2 separate regions of the Sus scrofa genome follow, and region 2 is linked to region 1. The links are chromatin contacts, called in public promoter capture Hi-C maps. All regions are on one chromosome and are shown on one strand. Each heading gives the region's core, a stretch centred on a gene start, on an enhancer-like site or on the middle of the called end of the contact. The rest is flanking DNA. Distances are from core to core; before and after follow the strand shown. Region 1 holds the start of KMT2B (histone-lysine N-methyltransferase 2B). Region 2 holds the start of PRODH2 (probable proline dehydrogenase 2).

Evidence for each region. Promoter capture Hi-C pulls out the DNA fragments that hold promoters and counts their contacts.
Region 2: a promoter capture Hi-C map of liver shows a contact between it and region 1, with 7 times the contacts expected there. The contact joins the promoter of PRODH2 here to the promoter of KMT2B in region 1. A contact is called at or near these places in 3 of 5 promoter capture datasets (fetal liver and liver), 10 of 47 Hi-C or Micro-C datasets (embryonic fibroblasts, epiblast stem cells, fetal skeletal muscle and 5 more) and 2 of 2 datasets of contacts at active chromatin or transcription factors (alveolar macrophages and skeletal muscle).

Annotation. Positions count from the first base shown.
Region 1 is chr6:45,143,079-45,149,043 of Sscrofa11.1, forward strand. It overlaps KMT2B (histone-lysine N-methyltransferase 2B), which reads left to right and starts at 3,785. Exons shown (of 38, transcript XM_003127067.5): 1 at 3,785-4,147; 2 at 5,261-5,333; 3 at 5,567-5,965. The coding sequence starts at 3,785. ZBTB32 (zinc finger and BTB domain-containing protein 32) reads left to right here. Exons shown (of 5, transcript XM_021097176.1): 2 at 299-1,272; 3 at 1,715-1,783; 4 at 1,907-2,071; 5 at 2,258-2,825. The coding sequence starts at 1,038. The coding sequence ends at 2,508.
Region 2 is chr6:45,239,076-45,244,797 of Sscrofa11.1, forward strand. PRODH2 (probable proline dehydrogenase 2) reads right to left here and starts at 1,362. Exons shown (of 21, transcript XM_021097118.1): 1 at 1,088-1,362; 2 at 815-1,011; 3 at 587-725; 4 at 422-508. The coding sequence starts at 1,261.

The sequences.
Region 1 (5,965 bases), core at 2,535-5,034:
TCCCTGCAGAGGAGCTTGGAGAAGCCGCAGTATCCATGTCTGCTTCCTTTAAGTCAGACGTTGCCAGCTGGCAGGACCCGTCTATTCTGGTCTTCACCCCACTGCTTGATACAGTTCTTAACCGTCTGGCCCTTGCTCTCTAAGTCCTGAATTTGGTCTAACAGCCATTCTCCCACCACCCCCACCCTGTTATGGTTCCAGAGAAGCTCAGGTCCTCTCTTGGGTTAGTCCATTTGCTCCCCTCAGGACAGAGAGTTCGGATTCAGACCACTCACTCTTTCTCCCCTCACCTCCACAGGCTTGAGAATATGCTGTTCCTCCCTCCCCTTTCTACCATGGACCCCACACTGTGGCCCTTCTCTCAGAACCTCTGAGATTGGTACCCAGGCAAGGCAAAATGCCCCTGTCCCCGACAAGACTGCCTAGTCCCTATGGCTCTGATCGGCTGGTACGGCTAGCAGCCAGGCTCCGGCCAGCACTATGTGATACCCTGATCACAGTGGGGAGCCAGGAGTTCCCTGCCCACAGCCTGGTGCTGGCAGGTGTGAGCCAGCAGCTGGGCCGCAGGGGCTGCTGGGCTGTGGGAAAAGGCATCAGCCCTTCTACCTTTGCCCAACTTCTGCACTTTGTTTATGGGGAGAGTCTAGAGCTGCAACCTGGGGAACTGGGCCCCCTTGAGGAGGCAGCCAGAGTGTTGGGGGTACAGTCCCTGGAAGAGGCGTGCAGGAGGGCTCAAAGGGACCCTGCCAAAGACGAGCTGGGTCCAAGGCTGAAGGAACAACAGAAGGAACCAGAGCAACCCATAGGGGATTCTCTGAGAGGAGTGGAGGGCTTTGGAGAGAACCAGAGAGCAGAGATGTTCTTTAGAGCTGGTGAGCAAGAACAGGAGACATTGCACAGGCACAGGCGACCAAGAGAGAGCCCTGAGATGGCAGAGACAACTTGGGAGGGTCAAAGGGAACAGATGAGACTAAAGGAGAAACTTAACCAAGCCCCCACTGGCCATGGGAAGCAAGAAATGATCATGCGGGTGAGGGATGGTCCAGGGGGCTCTGAGGAAAATCTGCGGGAGCTCCCTGGCCCCCTTCCCCCATCAGGTCCCCTCCAAACCGGCATCACCCCTAGGCCCTGGTGGGCTGAGGCCCCCTGGTTGGGGGAGGGCCTGCCTGCCCTGTGGAGCATCCTGCTATTGCCGCCCAGATATGGCACTCCCTTCTCCCATAGCACCCCCATCACTGGAGCCTGGCAAGAGGTCTGGCCTCAGGACCAGAGGTGAGTTGAAGGGCCTATGGAAGACCTCCAGCTGGGAGGGAGCGGCTGCGGACAGGCAGCGGTGAGGGGTGGAAGGGCACCATATCTCTCATCTCCACTATACACTTTCTGAGCTGGAGAGTGGTCAGGAAGCTCCTGCCACAGGGAAAGCCAAAGTTCAGCCCCAGCAGAGGACTCCTGACATTTCCCTCCCCAGAAAGGGCTTGGCCAGGATGCCAGGTGCAGCCAGGGCTGTAACCCTTCCCCATCCAACTCCCAGGATCCCACTGTCCCTGAACCTCCACAAAGGCCTCTGGAGCCAGAACCAGTTGGCCTCCTCCAGCCCTACCCCAGGTAAGCCCCTCACTGCCTGGCACGCATGCTGTAACGTGGTCTCTCAGCTGGGGCTGGGGCTCCAGGAGTTCAGCTGAGCAGGATCCGTACTTCACTCTGCTCCCTCCAGGTTCCCTCCCCCAGGGCCCCACAGCACTCAGCCCCGGGGAGATGGAGGAGGCTGATCAGAGGCACACAGGTGAGTAGGGTGAGGACGCTTTTGCCTCAGCCCCACTGTGGCCCCGGATGTCTGGCCTGAGAGTTTCAGTGATCCAGCTCTGGGATTCCCAGCCCTGCCCTCCTTTGCCTTTTGTCCCCACAGGTGAACTTGCAACCTGTGTGGGTCATGTGGCCACAGCAGGCCACGCATCTCCCCGACACCCTCCCCCACGCCCTCCCGCTCGGTCTCGGCCCTATTCTTGTTCTGTCTGTGGGAAGAGGTTTTCACTCAAACATCAGATGGAGACGCACTACCGTGTCCACACAGGTATGGGCACCCTGCCCAGTACGAATTGTCTGCTTCCTTCCAAACTCCAGCGGGCCGGCTCCTAAGTCCCTCTCTGCACACCTGGCTCTGGCACAACTCCCTTGCCCAATTGCCCCCACCGACCACTAGGCCAGGCTTCGTCGTCTCGTTCTTTCCTTCACCAGCCTTCCCCTTGACCTGCCCTAGGAGAGAAGCCCTTCTCCTGTAGCCTCTGTCCCCAGCGCTCCCGGGACTTCTCAGCCATGACCAAGCACCTGCGGACGCACGGGGCCGCACCCTACCGCTGCCCTCTGTGCAAAGCCGGCTGCCCCAGCCTGGCCTCCATGCAGGCGCACATGCGCGGCCACTCGCCCAGCCAGCTCCCACCAGGATGGACCATTCGCTCCACCTTCCTCTACTCCTCCTCCTCCTCCTCCAGACCCTCTTCCTCCACCTGACGGATTGTCAGCAGCTTCTTTGGCTTCAGTTAAATGTACAATTAAAGAATGTAAGACAGGACGGGTGGGCCAGCTGGGCGTCTGACCCCGCACCGCGGCTACGGCTGAGCCTACCAAACTCAGCTAGCTCCAAGAAGCGCCGCAAGAGGGGCGCCGAGAGCTCTCTCTCGGTTGACTGCGGATCGCAGAAGCCCGGGCTGGCGAACCTGTGTTGAGTGACGGCAGTGAAGTTTGCATGAGTGAAAGTTAACTGTGCGGGGACTGGCGGTTTCATCACCAAAATAAAGAGTTTCTTGTGCCCCCCCCAGGACCATAAAGCCGAGTCCAGACTTTAGTCTGCCCGCGGTGAGCAACCTTGCCCCTGGTCCTGCAGCGACCCCTGGTGGCTCATCGCGGCAGCCACCGCCCCGTCTCCCGGGGCTCTCTGTCCTCCTCCGGAAGCAGCGGGACGCGAGGACTCGGTGTCTTGACCGACTTAGCAGCAAGCCCTGTGGGGGGAGGCTGTGAGAACACAAGTTACTCGTCCCTTCTACAGCAAGCAGTGGCACGCGAAGTCTGAGTCTGGGCCTCCTGGCCCGGGAGTTCGAAAGGAACGTGTTTCTGCCCTGCTTTCGGCTACCCGCCTCCTTTTCTTGAGCACAAGGGCCAAACGGCCGCACGACCTCCCCAGCATCTCTGCTGCGGGGTCGAGCCCGGAACTGAGACTAACCCTTTGCCCCCGCCCCTAATCCAGCCCACGCCTCTTACAGTCGCGAACTTCACTTCCCAGCGTCTCTGGGGTTCCCAGGGTCTGAAGCCCACTGCACCCTGGGAGTGGTAGTTCATATGGGTCTCTGGCCTAGGCAAGAACAATGGGAGGAGTCTGGGATGAGAACCACACCTCCCGGCAGCAGAGGATGCTGGCTTTCTGGGTCCGGCCAGGACCCCGTAGTCCCAGCTCTCGCGGCCCTAGCTCTCCGCGGAAGGAGCGAGGTGGTCGGACTACATTTCCCTGAGACCTCTGCGCCTCACCCTCTCCCGCCGCGACGCGGGGGTCTGTGCTCTTCAGGTGCGGTTTAAAAGTGACGGCCAGCCGGCCGGCCTCGGACTCCCGCTCCCGTGGTGCCCCGCGCGTGGCCGGCCCAGCCCCCGGCTCCTGCCGGCCGGGCGGCGGCGCTGGTTGTTGTCGTGAGCCGCGGCCGCCCCGCCCCTCCTCTGCTTTCCCCCCCGCCCCGACACGAGCCCTGCGCACGGGCCGCCCCTCCCCCGCCTCCCCGGCCCCTCTCACGGTGCCAAGATGGCGGCGGCGGCGGGCGGCGGCAGTTGCCCCGGGCCTGGCTCCGCGCGGGGCCGCTTCCCAGGCCGGCCGCGGGGCTCCGGCGGGGGCGGGGGCCGCGGCGGACGGGGCAGCGGGGCCGAGAGAGTGCGGGTAGCTCTGCGGCGCGGCGGCGGCGCGGCAGGGCCGGGCGGAGCCGAGCCCGGGGAGGACACGGCCCTGCTCCGTTTGCTGGGGCTCCGCCGGGGCCTGCGCCGGCTCCGCCGCCTGTGGGCTGGCCCGCGCGTTCAGCGGGGCCGGGGCCGGGGCCGAGGCCGCGGCTGGGGCCCGAGCCGGGGCTGCCTGCTGGAGGAGGAGAGCAGTGACGGGGAGTCCGACGATGAGGTGAGGCAGTCGGAGGCGTCCCCAGCGCCTGGCGGGCGGAGGCCGGGGGCTTCCAGGGGTCTGGGTGGTCCTGAGGGGTGGTGTGGGGAAGCGGGATCCTCAGGACTCTGAGGAGGGAAAGGGCCTTAGAAATAGGCATGGGAGGAGATCGGCTGCACGGAGCTGTCGATGGAAGGGGCCTCTGAAAGTGCATAGAGAAGCTCGGGCTGCAGCTTACACTTGGGCCCGAGGCGGGTCCTGCAGAAGTGCCCTGGGCTGCTCCTTCTTGGTAGTTGGCAAAGCTAGGGCAGGTGAGGTTTGGGCGAGGAGGCTGTAGGAACTGCATGCCCAACCAGTGGTGGTTGACAGCAGCAGCGTGGCTTTACTGGACCCAGGCTGGGGCTCTCTGGGCTCCTACCTGCCGGGTGCCCCGCCCAGCCTCAAAACCTCGGACACATCCCTGATTTCACTAGTGCCCCGATTCCTCTTCTGACCTAAAGTGGAGCGAAGGTAGAATGGTGAAGAGCTTTCTCTTGGGGGCACAGGTTGCAGAGAAATGGAGTGAAGACTGAGAGTGAGCACTCTAGCAGGTTTGAGTTTAATTCAGGGTTTATCACTAGCCTTTGAGAAAAGGCAGGAAGGTATGGGTTGTGTTACTTAGGACAGTTTGTGGCGTTCGGAGCATATAATATGAGAAACCACTTGTTACACACATGGACACCTCACTTGGGTGCCCCAGTTCCCATTTTCATTCAAAAAGAAACTGTAGCTTTAGAGGGTGAACAGAGGTCCCACTTTTTTCCCCAAGTTGGGGTATGAGGGAATCTGAGGGTTGTGCTTACTACCTGACCTGAGAAGACACTGTTCTATTCCCTTTGGGCCAGTGAACCACTGATGGCTCTGCTGGTGTGGTCTGGAACCCGGGATGAAGGCTCACAATATTCTCTACCTCCATCCTTAAGAAGAGATCGTGTTTTCTCTTCCCCTCACCTTTGAGCCTCGTTAGTTCTTTTGTAAATAGGGACACGTTAAGGGGGAAGCTGGGGATATTCCTCAATACCTGAGTTTCAGGTGAAACGAGGGCTTTGGCACTGACTGCTGTTTCTCCCCTCCACCCCTGGTCCCCTAAATCAGGAGTTTCAGGGTTTTCATTCAGATGAAGATGTGGCCCCCAGTTCCCTGCGCTCTGCGCTCCGATCCCAGCGAGGTGAGTGATGGGGAAACTCTACCTCTGTAGCTTTACAGGAATGTTACTCTTGCTCTTCATGTCAGCTCTTCCCTGCTCAACTAGAGTCTCCACCAATTACCAAGTGTGTTCTGTGTTCAAAGCCCAAGCTAGACTGGCTGTGGGGGAAACAGACTTAGTCCCTGCCCTCCTGGAGTCTTCCTCAGTCCTCAGGGCTAGCTTGACCCATCTCCCCACACCTATTCTCCTTTTAGGTCGAGCCCCCCGAGGTCGGGGCCGCAAGCATAAGACGACCCCCCTTCCGCCTCCTCGCCTAGCAGATGTGGCTCCTACTCCCACAAAGACTCCTGCTCGGAAACGGGGTGAGGAGGGCAGAGAACGGATGGTGCAGGCACTGACTGAACTTCTCCGGCGGGCCCAGGCCCCCCCAGCCCCCAGGAGCCGGGCATGTGAGTCCTCCACCCCCCGTCGGTCTCGGGGACGGCCCCCAGGACGGCCAGCAGGCCCCTGCAGGAAGAAGCAACAAGCAGTAGTGGTGGCAGAAGCAGCTGTGACAATCCCCAAACCTGAGCCCCCACCTCCTGTTGTTCCAGTAAAACACCAAACTGGCAGCTGGAAGTGCAAGGAGGGGCCCGGCCCAGGTCCTGGGACCC
Region 2 (5,722 bases), core at 112-2,611, 94 kb after region 1:
CCAGGGCTGTAGCCACATTTATTCAGATCTTTTTAACCTTGGAAGTAGAAGTAGTTAAATGGCTTGGTGGGTTTTTTTTGTTTTGTTTTCGGAGGTTTTTTGGGGCCACACTGATGGCATATGGAAGTTCCCAAGCTAGGGGTGGAATCGGAGCTGTAGCTGCTGGCCTACACTACAGCTACAGCAATGCCAGATCCAAGCATCATCTGCAATCTACACCACAACTCTCAGCACCACCCAATCCTTAACCCACTGATCGAGGCCAGGGATCAAACCCGCATCCTCATGGCTATTAGTCAGGTTCATAGCCTGCTGAGCCACAACAGGAACTCCTTAATGTTTTGCACACGCCCCTGGCAGGTGCCTGCCGCCTCCACATCCCCCACTAGTCGTTCCATCTCTCCCAGCCTGAGGTCCTTACCCGCCCAGAGTCCATGGCTTCAGCCAGTCTCTTGGGGCTCAGCTCCAAGGAATCCCCTGGCCTTCTGACCCATGAGGTTAGCTCCTTCTGGAATGGGGTGGTAGTGGGGGGTGAGGGGGACCTGGTGGGCAACAACACCCCCCTCCCCCCTTGCCCCTCCCTTACACAGAGCTGAGTGCTGGCCAGCGCTGTAATCTTCAGTTGCATGAGGATGTCTCCAGTTCGGCCAGGGGTCTCCAGAAGGCCTCGTGACAGGTCCACACATCGCAGCATAGCCCTGAGGTTCCCCTCATACCAGGCCTCACTGCCCAGCCAGCAGGCGTCAGGGCTTGAGCCCACTAACCCCCTTCCTTCCCAGCCTCCCGCCCCCCTGGGCCCTGGCCCCCTACTCACCCAGTCTTGACAGCTGAGTCTGGCTCCTCCTCAGTGGGCACTGCCAGGAGGGGCCGGAGGCCTAGGGTCTTGAGCTGTTGGACACAGCCCGTCACCTCCTCTGCGGTCTCACCAGCCACAAACTGCCCATAGATGGATGCTCGGAGAAGTGCGCCCGAGAGCCGGGAGCCCAGGAGTCGCTGAGACCAGGCTTGGAGCTGGGGTAACAGGGAGCGAGGCCTTAGAGCCTGGCCCTGGGTGTCCCCTAGGCCCATCCCCGCAGTCACTGCTCACCGCCAGGCCATGGGTGACCAGAGGGGGCCAGGCACACAGCCGTAGCACCAGCAAAGCCCGGGTCAGTTCTCCTGTGCCCTTGAGGTGAAAGGCCCCACCATCAAAGTTCGGGGGCTGCCAGCCCCCAGGGGAGGGGCTGGCTTGCGAGCAGAGCGCACGACAGGTCCGGAGCATCAGGAGTCCTTCACCGCTTCCACACCAGGTCAGGGGGCTCTGGAGGTAGCAAGTTTACCAAGTGCCCCTTGCCCGGCCAGGGGCAGTGACTGATTAACCAGGCAGTACCCAGGGAAAGGCAAATCTTTAGGATCACAGGCTCTTTGGGGGGGGGGTAGTTAATTATTAACTTATAGGGACAGAGTTCAGAATAATGGGTATGGGAAAGGCAACCCCCAATAATAGCCCCCAATGACCGTCGGCATAACAGCTCACGATTATTAGGTGCCCATCATGTACCAGCGAGTGTTAAGGAAGAGTGAGCTCTGGGAACAAGACAGTGTGGCTTTGTGATCTTGGGAAATCTCTTTTGTTGCAATTGTTTCATCTTAAAGTGGGAACAAATATAGTGTTATTGAACAAATTTGAAAATGCATGTAACATTTAACCCATCTGTTCCATACTGAGTATATATCCCGGAGAACTTGAACTTGAGCATAAGGGAACCTATACAGGAAGAAATGTTCACAGCAGCACTATTTGTAATAACCTTAAATGGGAACCTCTCAAATTTCCATCGAGTGGAGAATGGATGAAGACTTTGTGGTATATTCATACAATGGAGTACTATACAGCAATGAAAAGGATAAATTACTGATACACACAACCACCCAAATAAATCTCACATATGTAATATTTCATGAAAGAAACCAACCACAGGGTTCCCACTGTGGTGGGAATGGGGTCGGTTGCATCTCTGAAGCTCTGGGATGCAGGCTTGATCATCAATCTGGCATAGTGGGTTAAGGATCCAGTGTTTTTGCGGCTGCACCATAGGTTGAAACTGCAGCTCAGATCTGATCCCTGGCCTGGGAACTCCATATGCCAAGGGGTGGCCAAAAAAAAAAAAAAAAAAAAAAAAAAAGAAGAAGCCAGACAACGACTAAATGGAATATGCTGTATTAATCTATTCAATAAACTCCAAAGCATGGACAATGAAATGGCAACATACGTGGGTGGTCAAACTATAAAGAAAAGACAAGCAAGGAAATCCTTATCACGCAAAAGTTAGAGAGGTGTTTAGCTCAAGGAATTGGAGGAGTTGTAACTGGGTTGAAGCTTATGGGGGCTTCTGTGTCTTTTTTCTGAATTCTGATTATGATTCATCATTGTTCACTTATAAGTATTTTTAAAGCCATACATCTACAATTTATACTTTTGAATGTACAATTCATAATAAAGTAAAAGTAAGAAATTAATCACAGTATCGGTTTCATGGAGTTGTCATGAGGATCCTGGGAGCCCATGGAACTCAGAGCCTGGTACACAGTATATGCTCCATACCTACTGGCTGTGGTCATTAAGTGCTGTGTATGTCCAATCTCATTGGTGCCTCTGCTCCTGTTGGTATATGCCATTAATCACCCCTGTGTTAAGGGATCCCCCAAACCACCTCAGGTTCATGGATTTGGTAGAAGGACACACAGAACTCAGAAAAGCTTTTTCCTCATGGTTATGATTTATTAGAGTAAAAGGATACAGATTAAAAAGAGCAAAGAGAGAAGTTCCCTGGTGGCCCAGTAGTTAAGGACTTGGCATTGTCAATGCTGTGGCTTGGGTGGCTGCTGTGGCATAGGTTCAATCCCTGGCCTGGGAACTTCCGCATGCCATGAATGTGGCCAAAAAATAAATAGATAAAAATATTTTTAAAATTTAATATAGCAAAGGGAGGGAGTTCCCACTGTGGCACAGTGAGTTAAGAATCCCATTGCAGCTGCTCAAGTCACTGCAGAAGTGCAGGTTTGATCCCTGGCCTGGCACAGTGGGTTAGAGGATCTTTTCAGCTGCCGTGGTTCAGATTCAATCCCTGCGCAGGGAACTTCCATATGCCAAGGGTATAGCCATAATAAGAAATAGCAAAGGGAAGAAGCCCACAGTACTGGAGACACCAGGACAAGCTTCTTCTTGCTCTCTCCCTGCAGAGCCTAGTGAACAGCACTCAATTCTCCCAGCAACAACGCATGAAAACAAACATGGAGTGCCCGGGCCAGGGACACTCACGTGACCTGTGGTATCCAGGCTTTTTATCAGGAGTCAGTCCCACAGGCATGGCTGACCACCTCCCAAGTGACTGACCTTGGTCTCCATCCCCTCCAGGACTATCTTTGGAAAATACAGTATACCACCACAAAAAACAAAAGATTCAGACCTGCAAGAATTTCAGATATTGGAATTGTCAAAATCAGACTATAAACTAGCCCTTTGTGAAATGTTTAAAGAAATAAAATCTGCAATCACAAATATAAGTATGCAAAACGAGAGTATCAGGAATGAAAAAGTAGATTTGAAAAGTAAAACAAAAGATGCAACTTTTAGGATTAAAAATGTAATAAAGGTAATTTCCAAAATAAAAATAAAAACTTAGCATATTAGATGTAGCTGAAGATAGAACTATTGAACTGAAAGATTTATCAAATGAAATTACACAGTACAAAGAGACAAAGAGATTGTTATATGGAAAAGTGGTTAAGATACATTGAATATGTATTAAAAATCTCAAAAGAAGAAATAGAACGGAGGAATGGCAATCTTCGAAGAAATAATGGCTGAGAATTTTCCAGAACTGATAAAAAACGTGAATCCACAGTTCTAAGAAGCAAGTATATCCTGAACTAGATAAATAAAAATAAAATTGTGCAACATTGAAGATAATCAGATCCATTATTTATCTCTGCATCCTCCAAAGTATAGCATGGGCTGGATGCCCCACAAATTTTTATTGAATAAAAAGGGTGGTCAGAAGTTCCCACTGTGACTCAGTGGCTTCAGAACCTGACATAGTGAGGATGTGGGTTTGATCCCTGGACTCACTCAGTGGGATAAGGATCTGGCATTGCTGCAAGCTATGGTCTAGGTCACAGATATGGCTCAGATCCGGTGTTACTGTGGCTGTGGCATAGGCCGGCAGCTGCAGCTCCATGTCAACCCCTAGCCCAGGAACTTCCATATGCCACAGGTGCAGCCCTAAAAAGAGAAAAAAAAAAAAAAAATGGCAAGGAGGTAGAAACAACTAAGGAGGAGAAGAGCATTTCTTCTGATCGACCTGAAACACTAAACTAGAATGAGGGAACATTAAGCTGAAAATGACAGTGTGTGGGGTGGGGGGAGACTAGGTGGGGAGACTTGAGTTCCTGGCAGAACAGAGAGAATACAAGATGCTGCTCAGCAGTAGTCCTGGAATGTTCCCAAATGTTCCCACCAGATGGTCCTTCGGTGGGAGCTCACTCACTTTGTGGTGGGAGGGGAAAGGGCTTTAATATTAGCTCAGAGGCAGAGTTCTAAGTGGGAGAGCAGTTGTAAGGTCAGAGTCTTCTCATTGCTTCTGACTGGGCCACCGGATGACCCCTACGCCAATCACTGGGCTTGGAAGATAAGATCCTCCGATTGGCCATATCCGAAGGACCTGCTTATTGGTCCTTGGACAACCGACAAAGCACAAAGCGTATTTGAAGTAAGGGACTAGGCACTGATGCGTCCCCAGAGAAGACTGCATGTCAACAGGAAAAAGGTCAATGAACTCTGGATGAGAGTGGTCTGGATGAGAATTCTGGTGGTTCCTGGAGAGAATATACTGGGAACTTAGAAAAGGGATTGGCCAGCAGGTACAACTCAGGAGTGCTATCTATCCGTTGTTGTTTCTACTATTCAGTAGCCTCCGATCACCCATAGGATAAAGTACAGACACCATAAGATGACCTTTGTGATGTATCCTTGCCCATCTCACCAGCCTCAATTTCTGCCACTCCCTGCCTTGACGGTTATTCTCCAGCAACAGTTTTAGGAAAATTCTTCCCTACACTGTGCTCCTGCGGTCCTCTCTGCCTCGATGCCCTGAACTCAGCCTTTAATAGTGGGACTCAGTGACCATGTAATATGCCGAGGACACTCCCACCACCATCACCGAGTTTTTATCTCCAGCACAGACCTTTCCCCTGAGCTCCAGAACCAACCAACCTCCCCGTCTATTGGTTCTTCTCGAACAGGGCGACATCGCCCCCTGGTGGGGGTTTTGGAAATTTGCGCAAACTTTTTTGGTTGCGTTGATTGGAGGGAGCTACAGAATTTGGAGGCCAGGAAGGAGGCATGTCTGACGCTGCGTCTGCTTCCTGAACAACTTGGAAACATCTTTAAAGGCATTCGCATGGCAAAAGTGATGACACCTGTGTAACTAGCCCCCAGGTCAAGGAACAACATTATTTGTCCCCTTAGAAACCCTCCTTTTCTTGCCCCTTTCCAATCCCTATTTCCCTCTCCCCCGAAGATAACCAATCTGATTTGACTCTTTCTTAACTTTAAAGAGATGAAATCCTATAGTATGATCTCTTTGGGGTCTGACTTTTTTTTTTTTTTCTCCCCAGAGCCGCACCCGCGGCATATGGAGGTTCCCAGGCTAGGGGTCAAATCGGAGCTACGGCTGCAGGC